3 separate regions of the Sus scrofa genome follow, and all the other regions are linked to region 3. A link is a contact called in public Hi-C data. All regions are on one chromosome and are shown on one strand. Each heading gives the region's core, a stretch centred on a gene start, on an enhancer-like site or on the middle of the called end of the contact. The rest is flanking DNA. Distances are from core to core; before and after follow the strand shown.

Region 1 (2,700 bases), core at 42-2,541, 170 kb after region 3:
TTTCCTGCTTTTTAGGGTCTTGCCTCTATATAGTTGGTTAAACCTACTTGTAATTATTTCATGTTTTTGGCATTTTACGTTTTAATTGTCAACAGTTTTTGATTAATACATAGACATGATTTTTGTATACTTTATAATTGTTGACCTCTTTAAATTTGCATATTAGTTCTAATAACTTTTTATGGGGTCCTTAAGACTCTTTATCAGCACAATCTTTTTTTTTTCCTGCTTTCTAGGGCCACACCTGTGGCATATGGATGTCCTAGGCTAGGGGTTGAATCAGAGCTGTATCTGCCAGCCTACACCACAGCCACAGCAATAAGCTGTGTCTGTGACCGACACCACAGCTCACCGTAACGCTGGATCCTTAACCCACTGAGCAAAGCCAGGAATGAAACCTGCATCCTCATGGATACCAGTCAGGTTTGTAACCTGCTGAGCCACAATGGGAACTCCTATCAGCACAATCTTATATGCAAATAGAAACATTCAGTTTTCCTTTCTAGCCTGTATAGCTTTTGTTTCTTTTGCTTGCCTTATTGCAATGACTTAATTTTTTTTTTTTTTTTTTAACGCAGACTTAAGTTCTTAAACCCCAGTCGAATTGAATGGGTTTTAGATGAAAGCAAATAGTTTGGTGTGGATTTCCTAAAATTAATCCTTTATAGCCTGCACTAAATGGTAGCAATTTGATAAAGAGGAATGAGCTTGCCGTTTCTTTCATTCACACCCACTTGAATGGCCAAACAAAATATCTTAAGAACTATATGGCTCGTGTTTTAGGTAAGAGGGCAGGCTGTTGAGACTAATTACTTAACTTTGGTGAAACTTCACAGTAGTCCACTAGAATATAAGATGATATGAGGCAAGGACCTCACATACCTTGTGCTACTCTGTCTGTTGTTTAGAAGAATGCTTGGCACAAACACAAAATCAGTAAATGCTTGTTGACAAAAGCATGTTATTATTAGGATCTCTGAGTTAAACATCATTCCGAAAGAACGGGTAGGGATGTCTGACTAAAGTCTGTAGTCATGATTTCAACGTAATTTTGTAAGCAAATGCAAGGCATGGTAATAAGGTTAAGTTCATTCTTGAAACAGTTCCGTGACCACACAAGTAGAAAGAGTGCCATTTATATATTCTTTCTGTGCATTATATTTTAAAGCTGCAGTAATGTTTTAAATCATGAGATGGCACGAGTGTAGAAAATTGTCTCTAGACCAATTATGAAAGGGTTTCAGTGAGGCACAAGCTTAGCTGATAAGATAAACTAAAAAAGCTGGGACCGAAGGTCAAACTGTTTAGGCAGAAATAGTGCCAAAGATTCAGGTTGCAGGAAGCCTTTGAACAGAACACCACAGAGATATGAGAAATTGAAAAGGGTGAAGATAAAAGCACTGCCCTAAAGGAAGTCGAATAAATAAATGTGTAAAATGAAGAAGAGCAAGTCATGAGAACTTTTTGGAACTGTGTGTCTAATCTGCTGTTTTATTTGTTGTTGACACGGGAGAATGTGAGAATGCTTTAATATCCTTCCATGTGGGGCTTTATAATGACTCAGGTTATTCTGTTTATATAGGGTTTGTTATATTGATGCAGTGGATGCCTTTTTGCCACATGATTTTTTTTTTTTTTGTCTTTTCTACAGACCATTTGCTCACATTAAAAGAAGTTGATAAAATGAACTGTCATGAAAATAATAGATGTCCTGTATTTAATGACTCTCTTCAAAATGTGGACAATTCTTCAAGCCTGGTCGTGGGTAAATGGGGATTTGTCGTACTTTTTAACTTGTGTGTATGTATAGAAGTTTTCAAAATATTTCAGAATGATTCCCTGCAGGTCTTTTAATCACTCCCTCTACCAGTATTTTAGGGAGGGCCTGCTCTCTGGCTGACTGGCACAAATCTATGACGTGGAGCTAGAGCAGTGAACACAACAGTCTTTCTTCATAAATCCCTTCTTAGTGAAATGGACAACGGATACACAGATGAATGTGCAATGCAAGATCCTAAAATGAGCATCGAAGAAAACATGAAATGGATGGGGAATAAAATTATCCTGGACACTTTTAAATCAAGGCGACTCTAATGAGATGATCCTGGCAAAGCTACCTGGGGATAGTTTGGCTATTTTCATATGTTGCAGGAATCTCACTCCCTAATATTTACTCAAGTGAGTTGAACACTTATGACCACCCACAAGTCTGCACACAGATATGAAGAGCAGCTTTACTCATAGCTGCCCAAACTTGGAAACAGCCAGAATAGTCCCATAGCATATGAATGGATTAGCAAATTATAATACAGCTATACAATGGGACATTATTCAGTGATAAGGAGAAATGAGCTACAAAGCAACAAAAAGCCATGGAGGAACTTTAAATGCATAGTATGAGTGAAAGAAGCCAGTCGAAAAAGGCTTCACACTCTATAATGCTGACACGTCCTGCTGGCAAAGGCAGAACATTGGAGACGGTAAGTGATGGGTGGCCACCAGGACTTGGGGTGAGGGACCAAGACTGTGGAGGCACTGAAGCTATTTTGTATGATATTAGAATGGCGGGTATGTGCCTTTGTCCGTTGTCAAAGCCCACAAAGTTTTTAGCACAAGAATGAATCCTCCAGTGCACTCTGAACTTCATATTGATCTGTCAGTGTTGACTCATCAGTTATAACTAATGTACCACGCTAATGC
Region 2 (2,700 bases), core at 190-2,689, 150 kb after region 3:
GTTGTCTTGGGAGGTGGGATGATGCAGGCAGAACGAAGCTGTTCTTCCTTCCCTTTTTGTGGATTTATCTGCACGGTTTTTGTTCCACAGAATTGCTGACGTTTCTTATGTTAACTCCAGTTCTCCCAGGGATGTTTTAGTTTGTAGGTAGCTGTCTGATTTCTTTTTTCTTTTATTGTTATTTCCTCAACATAATTTTTTTCCCTCTGTACAGCATAGTGACCCAGTTACACATACATGTATACATTCTTTTTTCTCCCATTATCATGCTCCATCGTAAGTAACTGGATATAGTTCTCAGTGGCCTATCTGATTGCTCATTGTTGATCTTTGCCAGTGATGGAGGCTGGGGGCACCTCCTCTGCCATCTTGGTGGCATCAGTCTCTGAGTTTATGCTTACACAGCAGTGAATACCTAGACGGCTGTGGATAGTTACATAATTAAATATCCTTTTTCCCTTACTGTGTGGCCTTGTGCAAACCAAATGTGAATGAGTGGAAAATTTGTTGGATACGATCTTTTACTATGTCTGGGGCGTCAAAATCATTGGCTTACTCTCCTGTTTGCGAGGTCCTAAAAGGCAGTTCAAGCTGTCAGTCAACCGACTGTGCCCTTTTCAAGAACGTACTGATCCTTAGTGTGGCCGAGAAAATACCTATAGGAAGGACCTATCAGGAGAGTTGGGTCTTTTGTCTGTTGCACAAACTCTCTTTAATTTAATGGAAAACTAGATGGTTTTGAAGTAGAGCGCACCAACCTTTTCAAGCCACCTGGGTGTTGTTTTATGTAATGAAGCAGTAATTTCGAAATGGTGAACCAACTCATTAATTTGCTAAATGACATCCAGTGACTCAAAAGACCAAACATAGCTTCCCAAAGATCCTAACTAAATCCCAGGGTATAGTTTATATTTTGCTAGACTCGCTTTTTATACAACTTTAGATAGGTCATCATTGCATGCACAAATTTATTTTTCTCCATAAAATTCCCTATCATAAAGCCATATTGAAAAGAGGAGTTATTATATGTTTAAACTTGAAAACTGCTTTGCCGTCATTTTCATTATGACCGTGCCGATTTGTATTAATCTCCTAATTTTACTGTTGAATAAGCTGAGACACAGAGGTGAAGTTACTTTTCCAAGTTTATATAGTGAATCCGCTGCAAAACTGGAATTACTCCTGTGAAGTCCCCAGTCCACTACTTTGCTCACTGAATCACTTTGCAGTTCTGCTTTGTGTGAGAATTGTTTTACATTAATTAAGGAGCCTGACAATAAACATTCATTTACTCATTTTTGCTTTTTATAATGAAAAATGTTGTTGAATTGAGTGTGAAGAAAAAAAAAAAAGTCTTTACTTTGGCATTCGCATTAGCCCCAAAACAGCTGAACTGGATGTTTGTCAAGCTTGGCAAGGACTAAAGTCTGACAGAGTAAACTCATGCCAAGTTCCATTTGAAATGAAATGTTCTGCCAAAGTTCTAAGCAACTGAAAATTGGGGCTTCGCATTAATCTGCCATTTCAATATACTCTACCAGTGTCTCATAAAAATCTTTAGTCTAATAAGTAATGTTGATGTTATTATAACATTTATATGGTAACTGTTAGACTTCCCAGAGAAAAAGACTCCTAGGTCTAGTCATTTGGAGATTCATTAGATTCCATTTATATTTTATGATGTATACTGTTAACCTTCTTCATATGCAGCTTTTTCTTCCCATGTATGTTTTGACCCCATTTCATGTTTAAATCAACTTTTACTGGTATTCTTGCTTTCATTTCATTTTTAGGTGAAATGCTTTAGAAATATCTAGGTATTTCTTTCTTTCAAGTAACTCCATGCATATATGCATGGGTTTTTGATATAGGTCTTGCTGTCCACAAAAGGCAAAATTTAATAAGGGCCTCCTTCCCCTGACCACTTGCTCCTGATTTTCTGCTCTTTACTACAGGAAGGGATGTACTTGCAGTCGAAACTCTCCTTAGAAGTGAACAAGGGCCAGTCGAATATAAGCCCTGTATTTGCCAAGAACTTTAAAATCTGAATACACTGCTTTTAGATTTGGGGAAAGTATTAAAAGCCTAACAGGTGACGACATGTTAAAATAGTGTGGTTCTGATATCAGTTCAGTGCCTTCAATTAGGTTCTTTGGCTGATGTAGCCAGTTACTTACTGACCTCGAGAAGCTTGGCCTTGTCCTTCTTGCAGCCCCTAACTCTAACCTGTGTCCTAAAGCAGCTGTGTGGGAATCACCAGGGATTCGTCCTCTCCCTCATTCCTCATACTCCAGACCTGCTCATTCTTCTCGACGTGTCTGGATTCCTTTCCTTCATCTCTGTCTCTGCTTCAATTTCCATGTTTTAGTCAAAATCTCACCTTGATTTTACTGCAGCAGATGTGATCTCCTTGCTTCTGTACACATCTCCCTCCAGTATAATCTTCCCAGGCTTCAGAGTCGTGTTTTAAATGGGAAACGTCTGATTAGATCTCTCCCTTGATTAAAATCCTCCCATGGTCCCTCCTTGCTTTCATGATAAAATCTAAACACCTAACTCTCCGCTGTGGGACCTTCTACTCTCTGGCTGAGGCTTCCACTCCAGATGAATATCCTGACAGTCCTATTTTAAACATTATCTTGTAGCTCCCTGTAGCTCTTGTAGATCCTGTACTCTGCTTACAGGGAAACTACACTCCAT
Region 3 (2,700 bases), core at 66-2,565:
TGACAGTTTGCTTCCAGCAAATTCCCCCTTTACATCTGTAAATATGATCACTGTTTTTGAAATTGAAAAAGGAGCACTCAGTCTACCAGAGAACTGACATATAACTTTCCACTAGGGAGAAATTAATAGCTATACCTGAGAAATTTTCTTGAGAAGAAAAAATTACACCACAAGAGATGATTTATATAACTCTAAATTAGATTAAAAACGAGTATACCGTAATAAAAAGAAAAAATATGTAAGGATATCTGAATGAGAGAACATAAATTTTTATTCACCCCAGGTGGTTAGAAGAGTTTTGGGAACCAGTGGAAAAGATCCTACAAGCAGTTTAGCCTTGTTTTCATGCCACATGTTTTATGCCCTAGCACTGCTGTTCGCATTCTCCAAACACACCCTGACTCTATTCTATGTATTCAGTGCTACTCACTGTATTTGCAGTGTTTGACACTGTGAACATTTTTCTCTGCTTTGCTTCAGTCCCTTGAGTACCAGGCAAAGACTCCAGTATTTCTTTACCTCATATTCTGTTCACCTTCATCTGACAACCGAGTTGAGTTCCACACACAGCCTACAAAGTGGGACGGTCAATACAGTTATGGGATGGCGTTTGATTTTTCAGTCTATTTCCACTTGATGCAGAGTCATCTACGTACTTGTTTTTCCACTTGAGTTTTTTATGTATCACATTTTTTCCCTTTTGCTTAGATGGCATCTAGATATCTATAAATGAAGTTAACAGAATGTTCCCAAAGGAATAATTATTTTAACCTGTGAAAAGAAACATCTTCTGTTAGCACTGTCAAATTCTCAAGCTAAAAAGAAATAATCTAGAATGAACTATAACTAGCTAACTATACTTTTCTCATAGAATTACTAGGGTGCAAAGCCATCATTTTGAAGGGGTCAGAGCTTTTCTCAAAAAAAATCTAATCAATTTCTTAATAATTAGGAAAAGTAATATGGGTGATACTTGAAGAGTTTGTAGCTTTCACTACTGGAGGAAATTAGAAATGTCCAATTACTGTTTTCATGAGGTTCTGGGGATTATTAAACATAATCAAATGCACCTTTTTGAAAAGTATTTACACAATTTATGTTCTACATTATTAAGTTTTGAGTTATTAACAAATTAAGACAATCTGATGACTTTTTCTAAAGAGTATATGGTGCACACAAAGATTTAAAGTTCTAAACGTTGGCAGCCAATCAAGCTGACCATGCTCGTCTCCCCGCAGGGGTCAGTGTACTTTGGTCCCAAACAGCAGTGTCCTCAGTGACGTGTGCAGCCTGTTGCCTGTACGCATTGCTCTAGGGAACCTTGGAGCAGCCCTTTCCAGTGGACATTCGTGTCTGGCGTGCTGCCCCCAGTCCAGGCTCCAGACAGATAGGCGTGGTGCTCTTGGAAAGCCCCAGGGCACAGTGGCCAAGTCATCATGTCCATCCGCCCCAAGTGCAGAATAAGGAGCAGGTGATTCAGGTCCTACCCAGGCCAAGTTCAAGCTCCCAGACCGTCAGAAAATCCACCTTTCCAAGAGGTGGGGGTTTACTACGTCTAAGGCAGATGGATTTCAAAACATAGCAGCAGAAAAATGCCTCCTCTGGGATGGTTGTGGGATCAAATACATCCCCAATGGTGGCCGTTTGGACAAATGGCCCACCCTACACACAGGAGAGCCTGGGCGCTGTCCCCTCATTTCCACCAATAAATTCCTTTCCCATCCAAAAATTCATTACCTAATTAAATGAAAGAAAATAAACTGGAAAGAAGAAGGAAGACATTCAAATACACTGCAATCAAAGAATAGGAAATATCTGCGAGACAGAAACCAGGGCCAGCTCTTCCTGTATCAGACCCTTTGGCATCGTGGTAGGAACACGGCTGGTGGTCCTCAGATGCTCTGCGGACCGTGGCTGCTGGTCATTATATGCTCCGCCGATCGGAAATAAAACACCCTCCAGGGAGCTTTACTCCCATTCCTTGGGGGTCTGGCCTGTCTGAAATGAATGCGGCACTAAGCAGCATTTCACAAGCCGGATCGACTTCTCATGCTCATCGATGGAAATTTCTCTCTGAAATGGGGCTTCTTTGTCCATTTGGCACCTCTCATTTCAGTGTCTGTTAAAAGGCTACACGTGTATACTTTTACCAGGACTTACGTGAAAGTTTCCATTGCTCTTTACCTACATTATTGCGCCTTTATTTTTAGCTGTATTTCAGGTGGCTGCCTGCATGCCTAGGTGGTACGCATGCGCGCACACACATAGCTACGCATCCATGCATCTGAGATTGTAGGTGCATGTGCCGTTGTATGTGAATGTCCCTTTTACTGATGACAAATGACTGAACTTTTAAAATATGTCTCCTGGTCATTTGGGTACCATCTACCGTGTTGGTATGTTCGTGATGCTTACTATTTTTTTTTTTTTTTGTATTTTATTTTTAGTGGTACTGATTTATAGAATTCTTTTCCTTTAAAAAAGGAAAAGGTATATTCTGGATGTTAGAGTGTTAGCCTTTATGTATCAAAAGGCTCTTCCCTATATTTTGTTTTGTTTTGTTTTGTTTTCACGCTCTTATAGGTTCTTATGATGAACAGAATCTTAATTTTAATGTTCACCAATATATCAATATTTACTTTGATTTTAATCCTGCTTCTGTCATGCTTAAATATATTTCCTTATCCTAAGGAATAGCCC

What was found. Hi-C and Micro-C count contacts between places; a contact is called where the count stands out from the background.
Region 1: a contact with region 3 is called in a Hi-C map of liver, with 1.8 times the contacts expected there. The contact joins two enhancer-like sites. A contact is called at or near these places in 3 of 47 Hi-C or Micro-C datasets (epiblast stem cells and liver).
Region 2: a Hi-C map of liver shows a contact between it and region 3, with 2.2 times the contacts expected there. The contact joins two enhancer-like sites. A contact is called at or near these places in 2 of 47 Hi-C or Micro-C datasets (blood and liver).

Annotation. Positions count from the first base shown.
Region 1 is chr10:1,658,725-1,661,424 of Sscrofa11.1, forward strand. It overlaps LOC102158399, which reads left to right. Exons shown (of 5, transcript XM_021065088.1): 5 at 1,652-2,700. The coding sequence ends at 1,669. Among named protein-coding and RNA genes, the nearest start is that of RGS18, 120 kb to the left of the region's middle. Within about 2 kb of position 1,292, at least 3 of the 83 cell types and tissues checked have an H3K27ac peak or open chromatin away from gene starts, as enhancers often do. A contact at or near this core is called in liver, where this site is marked.
Region 2 is chr10:1,636,787-1,639,486 of Sscrofa11.1, forward strand. All of the region lies in intron 3 of LOC102158399, which reads left to right. Among named protein-coding and RNA genes, the nearest start is that of RGS18, 98 kb to the left of the region's middle. Within about 2 kb of position 1,440, at least 6 of the 83 cell types and tissues checked have an H3K27ac peak or open chromatin away from gene starts, as enhancers often do. A contact at or near this core is called in liver, where this site is marked.
Region 3 is chr10:1,485,741-1,488,440 of Sscrofa11.1, forward strand. The region is part of intron 11 of LOC102166310 (a long non-coding RNA gene); the gene reads left to right. Among named protein-coding and RNA genes, the nearest start is that of RGS18, 53 kb to the right of the region's middle. Within about 2 kb of position 1,316, at least 1 of the 83 cell types and tissues checked has an H3K27ac peak or open chromatin away from gene starts, as enhancers often do. A contact at or near this core is called in liver, where this site is marked.